Linked DNA regions of Arachis hypogaea: region 1 is linked to region 2. Evidence: chromatin contacts called from public Hi-C data. All regions are on one chromosome and are shown on one strand. The core of a region is the stretch at or near the end of the contact, and the rest is flanking DNA. Distances in the headings are between cores, read along the strand shown. Region 1 has its middle 7.4 kb from the start of LOC112765411. Region 2 holds the start of LOC112766853 (protein DETOXIFICATION 48).

Region 1 (4,879 bases), core at 974-3,473, 300 kb after region 2:
TCTTAGAAGATATAACATTTATATATTAAAATAGGACTACATTACGCCTATATTAAAATCTGTCATTAAAATTAATTATTAGTATAAAATATATGTTAAAATATAAATACACATTAAAAATAAATTAAATTATATATATATTTATATATAAATATATTAATAACTAATTTTAATAACTGATTTTAATATATAAATAATATTTTTAATTAAAATAATGTAAACAACTCATTGGAAAGTCAAAAAGAGGTTAATTCCACAAGTTCGGCTATGTGTGAATATGTTTTAAAGGCCGAAAGGGCTTGACTCATAATCGAATTGATACGAAAGGTAAGGGGAAGAAATGGATTAGATCATGCTACTCTTGTCTTTATTGGATGTTTAACCCTTTTTTTTCCCTCGAAGTAATTTTAGTGTGAAAAAATGTTATTCATCCTTTTAAAAATTCAGTCTTATGTAATCTATTTTTTTTTTTATTTTAGAAGTATTATCAAATTAAATTTAATTTAAATATAATTCTAGAATTTTTTTCATTTTAAATTATTTTAAAATTTTCAATATTTAAATACATTAAAACCAACCTCTTAAGATCACTACATTTCTTTAGTTCTCTCATTTTGCCATTTTTTTATTCTTGTTAAGTTACCACTAAATCATTCGATCATTTATCTTGTTGCCATTTTCTATTGCTTGTTGCCATTTTATCATTATGTTGCCCTCTATTTCCTGTTGCCATTTTCTCATTGTTTATCTCTAGGTAACACACAAATCAAAATAATAATAATTTAAATAATAAATTATAAATAACTAATTTTTTTTGTCATTTTCCGAATACAAAAAAAATTAATTATAATTGTTCATTCTTTTCTTTTTATTATCAGAAGTAAGTTTTAGTTTTTCTTTTTGTTGTTAGAAAGTTAATACTCGATTATACTTAATATTTATAACCAATAAATATGTGTTTGATTTTTATTATTTAATTATAAGTAATTATTTTATTTGTAGATTATTTAATAGTCAGTAATTATTTTAAAATATGACTTCATTTCGGATGTATTTATAATTATTTTGTATATAGTTATATAATTTTATATATGTAGTAAAGATTTAATTTGATGTAGTGTTTTGAATATATTTAAAGCACATCCAACATAACAAATAACAATAAAATGTTTTTGAAATACATCCAAAGAATAAGTAAGTTTGTGTTAATCACTAAGAAGTATGAACACTTTGTTGAGTTATTGTGTGTCGAATACATTTTGGACAGAATATTCATCGATACTCGTTCGACACGTATATTTGCTGTGTCTAATCGTATTTTAATAAAAAATAAAAAATAAAAAATTCTTCTCTTAATACATTTGGACATACCTAAATTTTAACAAAAACCTATGTCACGTTTAAAAAATTTTAATGTCAAAATTAGAAAATTTCATGTGTCACACAGTTAAAAATCTTCGATGATATTTTAATAAACTCCTCCTCCTCCTCCTCCTCCTCCTCCTCCTCCTCCTCCTCCTCCTCCTCCTCCTCCTCCTCCTCCTCCTCCTCCTCCTCCTCCTCCTCCTCCTCCTCCTCATCATCATCATCATCATCATCATCATCATCATCATCATCATCATCATCATCATCATCATCATCATCATCATCATCATCATCATCATCATTTTGTTTTACATTCTCATCTTTTTTTTATTTCACCCTCTTAACAAGAACTTGTGTTACAGTTATTAAAAAATTTTGATGTCAAAATTAAAAATTTTTTTGTGTCACGGTTAAAATATTTTCGTGCTATTTTTCTGGATAAATTCTGCACAATTCAAAACTTTCATCATCCTCTTTTTCTTCATCATCTTTTTCTTTTTCGTATTCTCTTTTGATGTTAAAGTGCGTGATTTACACATGAGTGATTTTTGTTTAGTTTGAACCAATTTGATTAAGAAAAATATTTTAAATGTATAACAAAACTGTTATATCTTCTTCTATCCCAAATACTTGCTTAATTATAATTATACACATATATTTTAACCTTTTATAGGTTCACTAACTAGTAAAAGAATAATTAATATTATCTAAACTTTTTAAATAAATATATTATTTAATTTGTGACAAATAAAATTTTAAAAATAGAGAAGCTTTATTTATTTATTTATTTACTTGCTCTATTTAGTACATCGAGTTCACATACCTCTACATATTTGAGTAATTTTTTAGGGGTCTACATGGTTTTTTTTTAGTAGTGTCAGGCTACATAGTTGAGTGTTATGTGAGCTTTCATATGAAATGGGCTTCACTTTCCATCCAAAGATGATGATGACAATAGTGTTTACTTGTTAATACCCAAAAAAATTGTGTTTGCTTTTTTTTTTTTTGTCATGGTTTACTTGTTAATCTATCATCTGTTGCTATAACTATAACTTTGGGCCGGGCCAACCTAAAGCTAGGTGAGAACAAAATATCTAAGTTGGGTTAACAAATTTATTAACTGCCAAAAACAAAAGTCAAAAAGTGGAAAATCAGATATTAGCTTAGAAAATGAAATTATAAGAAATAAATTTTTTCAATTTTTTGTTCCACGTGATATTATTTGGTGCCATATATCTCCTTATTGTTTGTCAACGGGATAGTGTTAAAGCTATTAAATTGAAATTAGACACTCACGTTCACGTAACGAAGTCAATGTCTCAATAAAGAAGCAATGTGATCATTGCTGATTTTTGTGGTAACAAACTGCGCATTCGGTTGCTCAATTGGCTAAACAAGGTAGGTGTGATGCCTTCGCAATTGTGAAAGTATAGCGTCGTCTTCATCATATTGTGCAAGTCCTTTTTTTTTTTTTTTTGTTCATACAAACACTGCTAGGAATCGAACCTCGCGTGGCTGTTTTTGAGGCAAATAGTTTTGCCATTTGAATACATGCCTCAGCCACATTGTGTAACATCCTTCTTCATGACTTGCTTTCATGATTGGGAAGGAGAGGACTTGTACTGTGGATCATTGTTTAATCCTGAATTATATTGGGCTTTGGTTGTAGATGTTTCTATTGGCCTGTTGGGTTCTTAAAATATCTGCCCATGAGTCCAAGACAGAACATAAAAACTTTTTATAAAGAGAACTTGGTTTATATAAGAAAGGTGTTAATGAAATATGTGAACAAAAATTAACAATTGTTACATTTAAGGAATATAGTGAATATTAAATTAAACATTAAGGAATCATGAAAACTTTTTAATAACTCTTTAGAAGGAGTAAAAGTGAGTCTAATAATCCAATTATGTATAACTCTCGCTAATAATAGAATTTGTTATAAATAAGAAAAATGATGATGGAATCAAGTATGGAAAAAATTAGTAATTGATATTTTTTAATTTTTTTATGGAATTATTCTCTTTTTTATTTTTCACTACAAAAAAAAATGTTGAATATCGTCAAATTTTTTATTGGATTTACTATCAGAAAGAATCAGACGGTATAAATTTTACTGACAAATGTTTACCGTCGAATTGTTTTCGTTCGATAGTAATTACTGTCAGATTCTGCAACGGATTACCTGTTGGAAAAATTATTTAGTTATCGGCAGATTTTTTCAACGGTAATGTTGGCGCCACAATATGTTGTTTCCACACTATTACCATTTGAATAAATGGTCAATTTTTATTTTAAATTTATTTTTACACAATTAATGGTCAATTTATAAATAATAGAAACCTATTATTTAAAATAAATTATCAAATGTTCAAATAAATTAAAAGTCAAGTAAATCAAATAAATACAATGAAACAATAAAATGAAACACTAATCACTAAAGATCTAGGTAATCTTCGTCGTTGTCGTTCCCATGGCTCTGATGAGGCAACGCAGAAGGTGATGAAGTCTGTGTGCCACCAGCAAGACTGCTGCCACCAGCAGGGATGATGCCAGCGGTGCGCATCCGAGTCTGGTACACCTCCATCCGTTGAAGCCACTCCAGCCTAAGATTATTCGTGTCTGTCATGCATGTAAGGATATTCTGATACCTCTTCCGATAATCGTTTATCATCTAAACTTGCTGGTGAAGACTGCGGGTGAACTCCTGTACCTACAGGCTCAAATCAATGGATTACAAATTCATATTCATGAAGAGATTTTCTTTGAGAATCCCAAATTTCTTTTTCGTGCCCTTTTATTTAGCAAAATTCTATGAAAAAAAATTTATAAACCAATATTCAAATTCAATCATCATAGATAATTGAATTTAAACAAGATCAGATCATAAATCAATAAGTTTAGAATCTAAAACAAATGAAGAAGATGCAAAAACTACTTAGAATTCAACAAAAATTACAAATCATACAGAATTTCAAAATTTAGATAAAAAAAATTAATTAGAAAACTCTAAATTCAAAAATTTTAGTATTAACAATTTAAAAACCTAACTCAATTGCACCAGATATACACTCAAAAATAATTTCAAAGTCAAATTGCAACGTTAGTAAAAAAATCAGGACAACCTTAAAGGATTCAATCAAGGTAGCTTTTACCGTGGGGACTTCAGCAGCGGTATTCGATGATGGTGACGCAACGACAATGCCAGGAGTAATATCGAGGTTACCACTGTCTTCAGGAGTAATCAGATTATAACTCAATTTAAAATAGAATCAGTTAGGATGTTATCTATATTTAAAATTCATCATAGAATAATTAATTAATTATTTAATATTTTTAATTATTATATTATTATTATATTCGTAGTGCTAGCTAAGAATATAATAATATTTTATTTGAATTAATATAATTATTTATTTGATGAAATTAAAATAATAACTAAATAATTCTTTATTAAGGATTAGAACACACTAATTTCATAGGTTCAATACTAAAAGGGTAGTAAATTAGTCAG
Region 2 (4,628 bases), core at 1,865-4,364:
AATTCACTCAGAAATGAACCGAAACTATATAATGATTGCGACACAATTAATTCAGAAATGAACTAAAATTACATAATAGATTGCGACACAATTAACTCACAAATAAACTGAAATTACATAACAATTACAACACAATTAACTCAAAAATGAACCGAAATTTACCATAATGATTACAACACATAAAATCAGTTTGAAAACAAGCACACAAATAAGACTGAATCATGAACAAAAACACATCCAAAATCAATTGTGGATCAGACAATATCATAAATATGTTTCTTCTTCTTTTTTGTTTGATATTTTTTTCTTTTTTTCTTGGTTTTATTCCTCTCAAGAGAGTAAATAAAAAAATTTGAGAAAATAAAATAAGAAGGTGAAAATGAAGAAGAAAAAGATGAAAAAGAAGAAAAAGAAGCAGTAGAAGCAGTAGAAGATGAGGAGAAGGAGGAGAAAGAGTTTTGAATTGTGCAGGACAATGAGTTCAAATGTATAGATTCACTCAGAAATGAACCGAAATTACATAATGATTGCGACACAATTAACTCAGAAATAAACTGAAATTACATAACAATTACGATACAAACAAGATTGAATCATGAACGAAAATGCATCAAAAATCAATTTTGGATCAGATAACATCATCAACATGGAAAAAATTCAACAATAACAATAACAATAATGATGATGACGATAACGATAACGACGATAACTATAAGAAGAAGATAATGATAACGATAACGATAACGACGATAACTATAAGAAGAAGATAATGATAACGATAACGATGGTGATTATGATAATGTTGATGGAGGAGGAGGAGAAGAAAAAGGAAGGAGAAAAAGAAATTCAAAGGAAAAAAGAAAGAGGATATGATGAGGTGGTGGTAGTGTTGGTGATGACAATAACGAAAAAGAAGAAAAAGCGACGGCATGCGCACGTAAATTTGAAATACTTGGTTGGACTTAGTTAGGATTATAATTTGGATATAGAATTTTATTGTTAAAATTATAACATTAAAATAGACAAAAAAATAATTAATTTAAATAGTTTAAATTTATCTTATTTAATATTTATTTATTATATAATATATTAAACAAAATTAAAAATAATAAATTTTAAAATCTTTCAACTAATATTTTTAATTATTAAATATTTTTGTAATTAAAAATATTATCCACTTCCCATTAATAAGCAAGCTAGTTAAAAGCCACTATTGAGTGGCATCATTATCATTAATGAAGACTTGTCATCGTTTTAATTTGACGGCTGAATCAAACCATTAAAGAGAATAAATGCACTATGTCTTTCTCCTTTTTTATATATGTAATTACACCGCCAAAAAGATAAGATTGACCTCTTGCCTCATCACTCATGCTTCCCATCGGCACTCAAAGTTTCAAAAAAAGCTTCATTAACTCAAAATACTCTTCGGATGCTACACATACCCAAATTGTTTTTCACTTTCTATTAAACATAATTAAATTAATGCATGAAGAATGTTAGGGGTAATAAATTTTGTGATGTATAATTATTAATTATTTATTATTGATGTTTTTAATATTGTGAGATTTTATCTAATAGTGTGAGATTACTCACTTTTTTTTACTGGTTAAGTGCTGCCAGATTTTATGGAATTGTTTGGTAATCAAAGAAAATTAGTAAAAAATAGCCATAATTTGCCTTATTTAGTATTTATTAATTGTTACAACAATTAATGAATATTAAATAAGGCAAGTTCTGGTTGTATTTTTTATCTCTCTAACATTACCCAAAGTTTAATAAAACTACTGCGTCTTAAACTTTCTCTTAATACATATTCTTTCGTAAAAGCCCGTCAAGATTGTGTTTTGATAGTTAAAATGAATTAAATGATTTGAGATATTTGATTAAATTAATAATTTTATATGAAAATAATTATAATTTTTGTCTTATTTAAATTTTTGGAATAGATTATTAGAAATATAATTATTTATGTGTCTTTTTGTATCTATTTAAATTTGTGGAAGAAATAGTTTTATGAAATGGTATTAAAATTTCTATGATCAAAATATTTAGAATTTAATCATTGTTATCTCTCAAAAGAGAACAAAAAAATAGTATAAAATAAATAAAAAAAATCTATAAAAAAATTCAAACAAATTCAAAAAAACTCTTATTTAAAAGACGTGTTAAAAATATAATCATTTATATGTGTTCTCCTATTCGTTTAAATTTTTGGGAGAATTGTTTTACGACATAAACAAAAAATTTGATATATTTATATATGGAGCATAATTTTTGTGTTTTTTTTCTCTTTTAAATGAATTTTTCTTCCTATGTTTATATTTCAATCTTTAAAATAAAATTTAACATTACCAAAAAGACTAATAAACATTTAGTTTAATATTAAGAACAAGAAGTTATAACAAGAAGTTTTATTGATTCGAAAAAGATTTATTATTTTTTTGCCTAATTAGGGAGTTAATCTTTTTTGTCAGTAATAATTCAACAAAAAGTTGAAACCCAATTTTTCTTGAAACCAAAAAAAAAAAAATAGAAATAAAAAAGAATGAAAAAATTTGCTAAATATTATTGAAAAAACTTAACTCTTAAAACTTTTTTTTATCGTTGTCATTGTATAATATAATCCTGTTCGATTTATGTAAGACTATTATAGTTTGTCTGGTAAAATTTTTAATAAATCAAAATGATTATGTATTTACATTGTCATATTTTAAAAGTTAAAGTACATTTTTAAATTAAATTATTATTATTAAAATTAAAAAGTCTAATATAATTTTATCTATTAATAAATATCTAATTATATTTATGTTTATCATAGTCTAATTAAATTTTAAAAATTATTTTTTATTTTGATTTACCAAATATAAATATATTTTAGAACGTTATCCTTCAAAAACCAATTTTGATAAATTATTTTTAAAAAACAATAGTTTTACTAAACTCACCCTATATTATCTGATAAGAGAATATTTGGGATTTTGAAAAAAAAAAAAAAAGCAAAAAAGCAAAAAACAAAAACTATAATTTCACAAGAGAAAAAATTAACAAGGTCGGTTAACCCAGCACTTCATACAGGCATTTGTTTCGTTTAAGTTTGATCTTTCTTTTACATTTATTTTTTTGAAAACTTTAGCCTTTCCTTATTATTTTATACTCTAAAATTGTATAGCAATGTCGTTCAACACATTTTATGAGTGACACATTCCAAATTCAACAGTAGGGGCCCAAACTTTTCATGCATAAATACCCACTAACTCTTCACCCTCTTCCCCCCAAAATTATACAACACATTACCTTTGTTATTATTGTTTCTCCCCAACACAAACATTATATAGACTTAATAGTTAATACATACATATATAACATAAATCACCTTTTTGATTCTCCTTTGTACCCAACAACTATCTTATAATCATGTGTAATCCCAAGCCATCTTCAGCATCCACATTTCTCTGTCCCACAAAAACAACCATCCTCATCACTCCCCATTCCAAAGTTGTCGATCATCTTCCAAGCAATGATCTTCATAGATGGCCAACTCCTAACGAGGTAAATTAAATTGAATACAAAGTTAAGAAAAACAGTAATGTAATGAACTTTAATAAGCATTTATATATTTTTGTGTGCATCAGGCTTTAGAAGAAATCAAAGAGATAGGAAAAATATCTGGACCAACAACAATGACAGGATTACTCTTATATTCAAGAGCTATGATCTCCATGGTTTTCCTTGGATACCTTGGAGAAATGGAGCTTGCAGGAGGCTCTCTGTCCATAGGCTTCGCCAACATCACCGGCTACTCTGTCATCTCCGGCTTAGCCATGGGCATGGAACCCATTTGCGGCCAAGCCTACGGCGCCAAGCAATGGAAGATTCTCGGCTTAACGCTTCAGCGCACGGTGCTCCTCCTCCTCTCAACTTCGCTTCCAATTTCATTCATGTGGATAAACATGAACAGGATCCTCTTGTGGTTTGGTCAAGATCATGAGATTTCTTCAATGGCGCAAAGATTCATTCTTTTTTGCATACCGGATCTCTTCTTGCTCTCACTTCTTCATCCATTGAGAATCTACCTCAGGACTCAGAGCATTACAATGCCCGTTACTTATTGCTCCGCCATCAGTGTTCTTCTCCATCTTCCTCTCAACTTCCTCCTTGTCGTTCACCTCAACATGGGTATTGCAGGTGCGCTCGCTACAAAACACCATAATTTATTGTTTTTGACTAATATTTTTAATTATTAATTCAATTTTTTTGTCGATATTTTTAAATATTATTGACTAATTATTGACCAAAATTTATATGAATAACTGATATAGTGATTGATTTTTTATATATACATTATTACCAAAAAAAAAATTTCAAGTCATATTAATACTAATAAAAAGTTTTAATATATATTTTGTATTTTGACGTAAATTTTATAAGAATAAATAATTTAGTGGGTAATTGCAGAAAGATTAAACTTTAGAATCATACAAGAACATTGAATACTAACCAAAATTCGACAGGGGTGGCGACGGCGATGGTCTTAACGAATCTGAACCTCATTCTGTTCCTATCATCCTTCATCTACTTCTCCGGCGTGCATAGAGAGTCATGGGTGCGGCCAAGCATGGAGAGCC

The links. A called contact is a pair of places that touch in the nucleus more often than the background predicts.
Region 1: a contact with region 2 is called in a Hi-C map of leaf, with 3 times the contacts expected there. The contact joins the enhancer-like site here to the promoter of LOC112766853 in region 2. A contact is called at or near these places in 3 of 8 Hi-C or Micro-C datasets (all in leaf).

Annotation. Positions count from the first base shown.
Region 1 is chr17:35,178,713-35,183,591 of arahy.Tifrunner.gnm2.J5K5, forward strand. No RefSeq gene overlaps it. Among protein-coding and RNA genes, the nearest start is that of LOC112765411, 7.4 kb to the right of the region's middle. Within about 2 kb of position 2,224, at least 2 of the 3 cell types and tissues checked have open chromatin away from gene starts, as enhancers often do.
Region 2 is chr17:34,878,226-34,882,853 of arahy.Tifrunner.gnm2.J5K5, forward strand. It overlaps LOC112766853 (protein DETOXIFICATION 48), which reads left to right and starts at 3,115. Exons shown (of 3, transcript XM_025812754.3): 1 at 3,115-3,552; 2 at 3,636-4,188; 3 at 4,515-4,628. The coding sequence starts at 3,418.